Regions from separate parts of the Mustela erminea genome. Here region 2 is linked to region 1. A link is a contact called in public Hi-C data. All regions are on one chromosome and are shown on one strand. The core of a region is the stretch at or near the end of the contact, and the rest is flanking DNA. Distances in the headings are between cores, read along the strand shown. Region 1 holds the start of IRF2BP2 (interferon regulatory factor 2-binding protein 2). Region 2 overlaps LOC116573339 (a long non-coding RNA gene).

The links. A called contact is a pair of places that touch in the nucleus more often than the background predicts.
Region 2: a contact with region 1 is called in a Hi-C map of fibroblasts, with 4 times the contacts expected there. The contact joins the enhancer-like site here to the promoter of IRF2BP2 in region 1. A contact is called at or near these places in 2 of 3 Hi-C or Micro-C datasets (fibroblasts and spleen).

What each region holds. Positions count from the first base shown.
Region 1 is chr14:6,582,839-6,586,894 of mMusErm1.Pri, forward strand. It overlaps IRF2BP2 (interferon regulatory factor 2-binding protein 2), which reads right to left and starts at 1,662. Exons shown (of 2, transcript XM_032312292.1): 1 at 426-1,662. The coding sequence starts at 1,422. LOC116572879 (a long non-coding RNA gene) reads left to right here and starts at 1,898. Exons shown (of 4, transcript XR_004278537.1): 1 at 1,898-3,796.
Region 2 is chr14:6,871,712-6,875,813 of mMusErm1.Pri, forward strand. The region is part of intron 2 of LOC116573339 (a long non-coding RNA gene); the gene reads right to left. Among named protein-coding and RNA genes, the nearest start is that of TOMM20, 150 kb to the right of the region's middle. Within about 2 kb of position 2,495, the one cell type or tissue checked has open chromatin away from gene starts, as enhancers often do. A contact at or near this core is called in fibroblasts, where this site is marked.

The DNA of each region.
Region 1 (4,056 bases), core at 412-2,911:
CACAGAACGCAGCACCTATGCAACGGCCTGTTTCTACCCAAGCATGCATGTACCCAGGCTGAACTGTGCACACGATCGTCAACATCCCCCAACAGGTTAAAAGGTGGCTGGTGCCCTCACGCTCCCATCCAAGAATGTGCTGGGAAAGGAAAACCCTGTGTCAGTGCCTATCAGCCCAGTCTGACTCATCTCTGTTGTGCTGCTTCAGCACAGGAACACGTTGCCACTAAGCACTGGTTCCGCCTCAGGCAGATCAGGAAGTTGGGTGTTTGTTGTTTCTGGGCTGGGGTAGGATGGTGAATGGAAAGCACACCCCCCTCCTCTGCTCTGCGCCCCCCTTTCTCCCCTAGGGCCCCTCGCTCCACAGCCGCCCCTACCTGCTTTAGACCCGTTGGCCCCGTTGGCCTCGAAACCCAACAACCTGCCTGCAGTCAGGGCCGGCTCCTTCTTAAACTTGCTGTCGAAGGGCCCCGAGTGGCCGTGCTGGTGCAGCGCCAGCAGCGTGTCTCGCACGGTCTTGGGCCGGTTGACCCAGTCCTGCTCTCCGGGCCCGCGGCCTTTGCTCGCGCCCTCGGCGCCCAGCTCGGTGGCGCCGGCCGCGGTGGCGAGGCTGTCGGCCGCGCCGCGATGCGAGGGCGGCGGCGGCTGCTTCTCCTTGGCCGCCGCCTCGCGCTGCTCGTGCTCCACGGCCGCGCTGCTGGACACGGACGCCGGCCGCTTGTGCGAGCTCAGTTCGGCGGGCTGCGCCGAGCCCAGGCCGGCGGCCGCGGCCCCAGACACTGCGGCCAGCGAGGCGGCGGCGCGGCCGCTGAGGCCGAGCGCGGCGGGGAGCGGCGTGGCCGAGCCGTTCATGAGCGGCACCAGGGTGGGCGGCACGGCGTGCCCGCGCCGCGGGTTCGGGCTCTGGCGGTTCAGCTCCGGGGGCTCCTCCAGCTTGGAGAAGCCGTTGGGCACGAGGATGCCGTTCACGGGCGGCGGCTGCGGTGTCGGCGGCTGGGCCAGGCCCGCAGCCGGGCGGCTGCCGCCAAAGTCGGAGCCGAGGCGCGGGGGCCGCTCGGCGGCGGCCGCCAGGGGGTAGCGCTCCAGGGCCTGCGGGGCGCGCGGGGCGGCCTCGGGGCCGCCGTGGCCCAGCTGCTGCTGCTGCAGGAGGATGTCCTTGGCCGAAAGCGGCGGCGGCTTGGCGGCGGCGGGGGTCGCGGCGCCGGGCGGGGAGCGGCCCTCCGGGAAGCAGCCGTGCGCCCGCTTGAGCTGTCGCGCCGTCTCGATGACGAACTCAACGCGGTCGGCGCCCTCGTAGTTGACGCAGCCGCGGCACACGGGCTCGGTGAAGTCCCAGATCATGGCCCAGGGCATGCGGGGCAGGTCACACAGGTAGCACGACTGCCGCCGGGACGCGGCCGCCACCGCCACCGCCGCGGCCATGTCCGAGGAGCCCGCGGCGCTGGAGGTGGAGGAGGAGGAGGAGGAGGAGGCGGAGGAGGAGGGGGCGCCGCCGCTCCCCGCCGGCACCACGCGCGCCCTCCTCCCCCCCCAACCCCGCGTCTCCCCCACCAGCGGCGGCGGCGGCCGCAGAGGCGGCGGCGGCGGCGGCAAAGCCCGCGAAGGCTCGGCGCCCGCGCAGCGCCCCCGGGGCACGAGGGGCGGCGGGCGCGGGGCGAGGGGCTGCAGCCGCGGCAGCACGTCCCCCCGGCCGGCGCGGGCGCGGGCGGGCGGCGGGGCGGCGCGGCGCGGCGGGCGCGGCGGCGGCGGCGGGAGCTCGGCCGGGGCCGCGGCCGGCCTCCAGACCGGGGCGAAGACGGGCCGCGCGGGCGCGGGGGAGCGCAGCAGGTCGCGGCGGCGGCCGGCGCGGAGTGCGGGGCGGGGGGCGGGGAGGCCGGGGGGGCGGGGGGCGGGGGGCGGCCGCCGGGGCAGGCTCAGCCCGAGCGGCGGGGCATGCCGCGCCGAGGCGGCGGCAGCAGCCGGACGGCGTGGAGCACGGGCGCGGCGCGGGCCACGGGTCGCTCCGCTGTTCTCTCACAGCTCCCGGCGTCGCCGCTCTCCAGCGCCCGCGTCAGCGCCCAGCCCGCCTCTGCTCCGCCGCCGCCGTCGCTGCTGCTGCTGCCGCCGCGGCCGCTCCACTTCTACAGACTTGATTCTTCGACAGCCTCGCACGGCGCCTGCGCGGGCCCCCTCCCCTCGCGCGCGCGCGCGCCCGCCCTCCCCCGCGCCCGCGCCCTCCCCCTCCCCCTGCGCGGGGAGAGAACGAGCGCTGCCGGGAGAGCCGGCTCCGAGGCGCCCGCCCGCGGGTCAGCGCCGCCCGAGTGCGCCGGGGCCGGTGTCCCCGAGGGGAAGGCGGCGCGGCCGTCCCAACGCTCGGCTGCCTCCACTACTCGGTCCCCATTCCTCCCCTCCAGGACGTTTGGGCCAAATCGCGCTAGTGCTCGTGTTTTCAAAAGACCCTCGGTGACTGGCGCTGTCAGTCTCGAGAGCGGGAACTGTCAGTGTGGCGTGGCTCAGTTCTGTTTCTGAGGAGTTACGTGTGGACTCACACTGGGCGCTTGCACACTCGCACCCGTCGGGACGCACGCGCGCGCCGCGGTGCCCTAAGTTTCACGAACGGCGGAGTCTGCCCCCGAGCCCGGGGCCGCGTCCGCACGCCGATCGGCCGAGGCCTGGGGACCCTCGCCAGCCTCAGCCCCGCCCTCCCCTCCTCCTCCGCAGTGGCCCGCCCTGCCAAGCGGGGAGCGGCGGGTGGGGGTGGTCCTCGCGGCGCCGGCAGACCCCGCCGCCTCCTGTCGGACCGCGCGGCTGGCGCGTGACGTGGGCGCAGAGCCGCGGGCCCGCGTGCGCCGCCGCCGCCGCCGCCGAGTGCGCACGCTCCGCTCGGACGTGAGTCGGCGCCCCTGGCACTGGCGGCCTCATTGAACGAATGCACATTCCTGGGATCCGGGGTCTACGGCCGGCGCGGTCGCGTCACCGCGCAGGCTCCGCCCCCTCCGGCGACAGAAGGCCTCCGGGCCCCGCCCTCGGGACCAAACTTGGGCCGGAGGGGGCGCGGGCGCCCGGCTCCGCGCGCGCCGTGGGGTGGCCGGCTGGCCGGCCGGGGGGTTGCGCGGGGCCGGGCCGGGCCATCGGCGGAAGTCCCCGGAGCCGTCGTGGGGCGGGACCGACGGCGTGGCCTGGGCCCGGGGGGCCCCCGGTGGGCGCGGACCCGCCTGGCGCGAAGGCGGGGCGCGGCCGCAGAGCCCGCTGGGCCCGCAGCGCTGTGCCGGTGCTGGCGGCCGCGGGCCGTGCCCGGACTGAAGTCAGTGCTCGAGTGTCCCACTTTTATTGGGAGGAGGAGCTGCTGTGTGCTATGGTGAATCGCTTCTGGCCGGTCTTAGTCTTACTGACTAACAGACGCGGCTTAGTCACTGTCAGTGGGGACCCAGACACCTCGGCTCTGCACGGGCAGCCCTTCGGAGCTGCTTTTGTTGGAAAACAGGCCCGCAGCGCCCGCTGAGACGGGACCGGGCTGGCCCCGTGTGGGAAGAGCAGGGTACTCATTACACTATCTTGCCTACCACTGGGTCGGTAGGTGGAGAGAGAAAAAAAATCCTGCTGACGTTTCTCTGTAGTTGTTGCTGTTGAAAATGCCAGGTTGCTTCAAAGGACTAACCACAAGGAAGAGGAAAAACACCCTTAGCGAAATAGTGGAGGGAGCTGCCTCAGCAGCATGAAGAAACCTGTTCCAAAGTGGCGCAGAAAACGTAATGCCAGGCCCAGATGTTTTTACAGGCCAATCCTGCATGTCTTCTCCTGGGGATTTCCAGAGAAGGTGTGCTTGCCGTCGAGGTCTCCCCATCTGGTCCCGGGTCTTGCTTGCAATGGCAGTCCTGCCTCACCCTCCTCTAGCAGGGGGCACTGGACATGCCCAGTTCCTTCCCTGGAGCAACTGGTGCCAGTGGGTTTGGTCATTCCCGATACCTGCCGTCTGGAGCCTCTTTCAGGACCTGTCCCTCTGGTCACTCTCCAGAGAGACCCTGTGCCACTCATTGTAGCACGTGACTTCTCTCTCAGAGCCACTGCTCGAAGTGG
Region 2 (4,102 bases), core at 1,245-3,744, 290 kb after region 1:
GCATCTGCCTTCGGCTCAGATCATGCTCCCAGGGTCCTGGGATGGAGCCTCAGATTGGGCTACCTGCTCGGCGGGAAGCTGCTTCTCCATCTCCCTCTGCCTGCCTCTCTGCCTGCTTGTGTTCTCTCTATTTCTCTGTCAAATAAATAAATAAATAAGTTTGTTTTTTTTTTTTTTTTAAAGCGTATCTGTTCAAGCTGACACAGACACACACAAGACTTTTGGAAGCTGCTCATTGGGAAATGGGGCATAGCCTCGTATTTGGAGTTGCAAATACAGGATCTGCAGTCCATTGCCTACCCTTCTTGTCAAGAGGATTTCTTGAGCGTCTTCTAGATTCCAAGCACTCTGCCAAGCCCTGAGTACATGTGCCCCTCCTGTGGACACCAGCCCTCCAAGAGAAGACCTACTGCCCCCTCAGTTTTACAGGGGAAGATCTGAGGCTTCAGGAAAGTGAGTTTTTCTCCCGAAGAGATAAGGATGGAACACACGTCCCACTTATTCTGCTCTACACTGCTGACTCTGCAAGTTCACGTCTCTCTCCCTTCCCCTGGGAGTCACTGCAGATCCACCCTGAAGCCGGTGACAACATCAAGGTTCCTATGACACACTCAAATGAAGAAGAACCAGGAAGCAGGGAGGAGGGCTGAGTGCAGGCGTGATTCACAGCAGAGCTTGCCTTCCCTTTGTGATCACTGAATCGTTTCTGGCTGTAACAGTCTGGTGTTAAACAGTAGATGACACAACCCAGTGGTGTACATCCACGAAGACAAAACGAGCCAAAACGTTTGCAGACGGGGTGGGCTGCCCGGGCCCCTGGCCTGACCTGAGCTTCCATGGTGCTCTCCTGACTCATGTCCCTTGATGCAACATCTTCCCATTCAGAGCTTTGAACCCCCTGGGTCAGTTCTTGTCTGTCACCTCTTCTGGTACGAACTTCCAGGTAAGATGAGGAAAAGAAAGGCCACCCAGGTCCCTGCTCAGGCCGGCAGTGGGGCACACGCAGGTGGGTGCGGGCCCTCAAAGCCAAAAACTCCAAGATCCTTGTGTAGCGTCACCCGGAGCTGTGGGGCGATCCCCGGCCACGCATTCCACCTTCCTCGCTGCAGTTTCCCCATCCTTAAAGGGCACTATTCGAGGACCAGGCCTGAAAGAGCCAAATCATATTACCCAGTTAGGGCGGAAAGCTCCCCAAGAGCGCTCTGGAGGCCGGGCCTGCAACCCGCACACACACGGTCTCGCTAAAAGCGCTCTGGTGCGCCCGCGCTCGCCGGCAGTAAAACCCGCCTGAGCGGAGCGGCCTGGCTGGAAACGAACTGCAAATTGATAAACGTTCAGTTGCTAATGCCGTGTTTATTGTTTTTTACTAGGATAAAAATTAACTGTGCGGCCTGGGCCAGAAAACAGCCTGAGCTCTCCCATCTGGGGAGCGGAACCGGGGTCCCTCCGGCCCCGGGTGCGCACAGGTTCCCGCCGATCCCGTCTGCACACAGGCCCAGGTCCGGACCGCACAGCCGGGGGTGCTTCTGGGCAGCACAACCGGACCGGCCACCGCGCCGAAAGGGGGACTGTCCTGAGGGCGCTTCGGCAGCAGGGCCGCTCGTATCACGCCCGGGGTCCTGCACCTCCCAGGGAAGAGTTGCCACACCTGGGCCGGAAGGGCAGTGGACTAGGGCTGGAAGGGCGGCCACCGCCCGCGGTGGGCAGGGCAGGGGGCGCGCGGGCTGGGGGCGCGCGGGCTGGGGGCGGGGCTGGGCGCGCGCAGGGCGGGGTGCAGGGCAGGAGCCAGAGCAGGCCCCGCGGACCCGCCAGGCCCCGTGACGGAGCAGCCCCAGCCCCAGCTGCGAGGCCGCGCCATCCCCCGGGCCCTTCTCCACGGGCTTGGAGCAGCTGGATCCGTTTACTGCAGCCGCAGCGCCTTGCACAAGCACCGGCTGAGTTATTGCTCTTGGAAATCCCCTCTGTTTCGGGGAATCAGGTAGCTTTCAAACTCCCAGTAATTAATGGTCCTTTTGGTCCAGAGAGAATAGCAAAAAAAAAAAAAAAAAAAAAAAAAAAAAAGCCAAAACAAAATAACAGACTGCAGGCTACAGGTTTCAAAACAGGCTGTTCGGTTTGGAGTAAATTAGAGGGAGTGGGTGGCTGAGGTCCCGAGTAATGTTATCCTGTGCCATGTGGTCTTCTTTGACGTCAGCAAGATGTTTCTCCCCCCTTTACCCTTCTCTCCCTCCTCTCTCCTTTCCTTGTCCGCACCCTCCTCCCCTTCCTCCCGCCTTCCCTCTTCGTGTCAGGGAGACAGATGACACAGGGGCGCTCTGGAAAATTGCTCGTGCTTGTGCGAGATAGCTCACAGGCTCTGATAATTCCCACATTTTCAAAAAACATGAAGGCTGTGGGGGAGGGGGCAATTCAGCCACCGTCTACATGAGCAACCAAAAATACATGTGACTCAGTGAGGAAGAGAGGAAAAGCCTGCTGGAAAGCAAACAGCAACCACCGCTGGCTCCACATTCCACAGCCCTTCGTTGTGCCGGATTAGCGGTCCTGTCTGAGGGAGCATTCTTCCTGTGGTAAAGAACGCATTTTTGTCTCCAGCCTGAAATAGAAGCCCAGAGAGCATGCGTCCTGCTCGCCTGCTACTAGATGCAGGGAACCCGGCTGGGCTGCTGTGCACCTTCTCCTGGCTCCCCCCAGATCTCTGCCACCCAGGCCGTTTTTCGGCCATTGTCTCATTAAAGACAGCCAACAGCTGCCCTTGGGTCAACACAGAACTATCTAGAACAAGGGCTCCGGGGCTAAGTAAGCATCTGTAGCCTGACCCTCCAATACCTTTGTTTCCTCTTTAAATGGCTTTTGTCCACCCAAAGGCGGCGTGGCCCGGCCACGGCAGGGCCCTGTGGGCGGCCACATAGTGAGAGCTGGGGGTAGTGGGGGGATCTCCCCAGGTCCTTTATTACCATCAGCCTCAGCAGGATGACTTGGTTTCCAGAATGACCCGACTCTGTCATTTTGCCCAGGCATCTCTTTGGAAGGAGAAATCTGTCCCAGACCTCACATGACGGAAAGTGGTTCCAAGTAGTGCAGGGTAGGGAGCAGGCCCTGGGGCACATGTGGGCCTGATTTTCTCTCTCGGGCACGTGGTGGTTCCTCCCTCCTCTGATCTGGACAGCAAGGGCCTCAGAAGACCTTAGAACAGTTCACGTTTTCTAAACCAGGGCCTCTAAATGCTCCCTGCAGGCATGAAGTTCCCATGAAAAACACACTGGGAATGAAAAATGCGCATACGAGAAAGCAAGTGAGATCACACGAATCTATTCAGTGATTAGACCGGATCCCCGAAAAAAGGCATGGCATTACTATAAGGGGGGCGCTCCTAAGCAGATAACAGCACTTTAGCAAGAGCCCAGGCTAGACCTTTAGCATGAGTGCTGGAAGGACAGAGGAATTAGCAAGCCAACCAAGAGGAGGAATTAACCTGTTTAGAACAAAGAGAAAAGGAGCCCGAACCTTCTGGGAGGGGAGGAGGATGGGGTTAGAACTGTTTGGTTTGAGGAAGAACAGACCAGTGCAGCGTAAACACAAGGCCGGAGTCTGACGTGATGATGAGTGAAATCAGCGACATGAGGGGACATATGTTACACACACTCCGTGTGCCAGACCCCGGACGTCTCCTACAGAACACACTCCTGTTTAGTTCTCGTGGTGCCCTCGGGGTGGGGGGGCGGTGTGCTCTTTGGGGCAACAAGAAAGAGAATCCTGGCCCTGGAGAACTTAGGACAGCTTGAAGCAGTTGTATCCAACCAAGAGCCGGATACAAGGCCGGCCCAGCCTTGCCTCCACTGGTCACGGCAGAGAGGGGACACTGGCTGTCCTTCGGACGTAGTGGCACAGACCCCAAGGGAAGAATGAGGGCTCGTCTGTGGGCAGACAAAGCTGGCCTACCTGCCTCTGCTCTACGGCTCCTTCCTCCCCTCAGAACCACCGGACACATCAAGGAAGCCTTGTGAACCTCACATGTGCTACTTCTGGAAACACCGCTGGCCCTAGCCTCGCCGAGGAACCTCTGGGCTCTCGGGGAAGCACAGTCCAACCTCCTGGGACA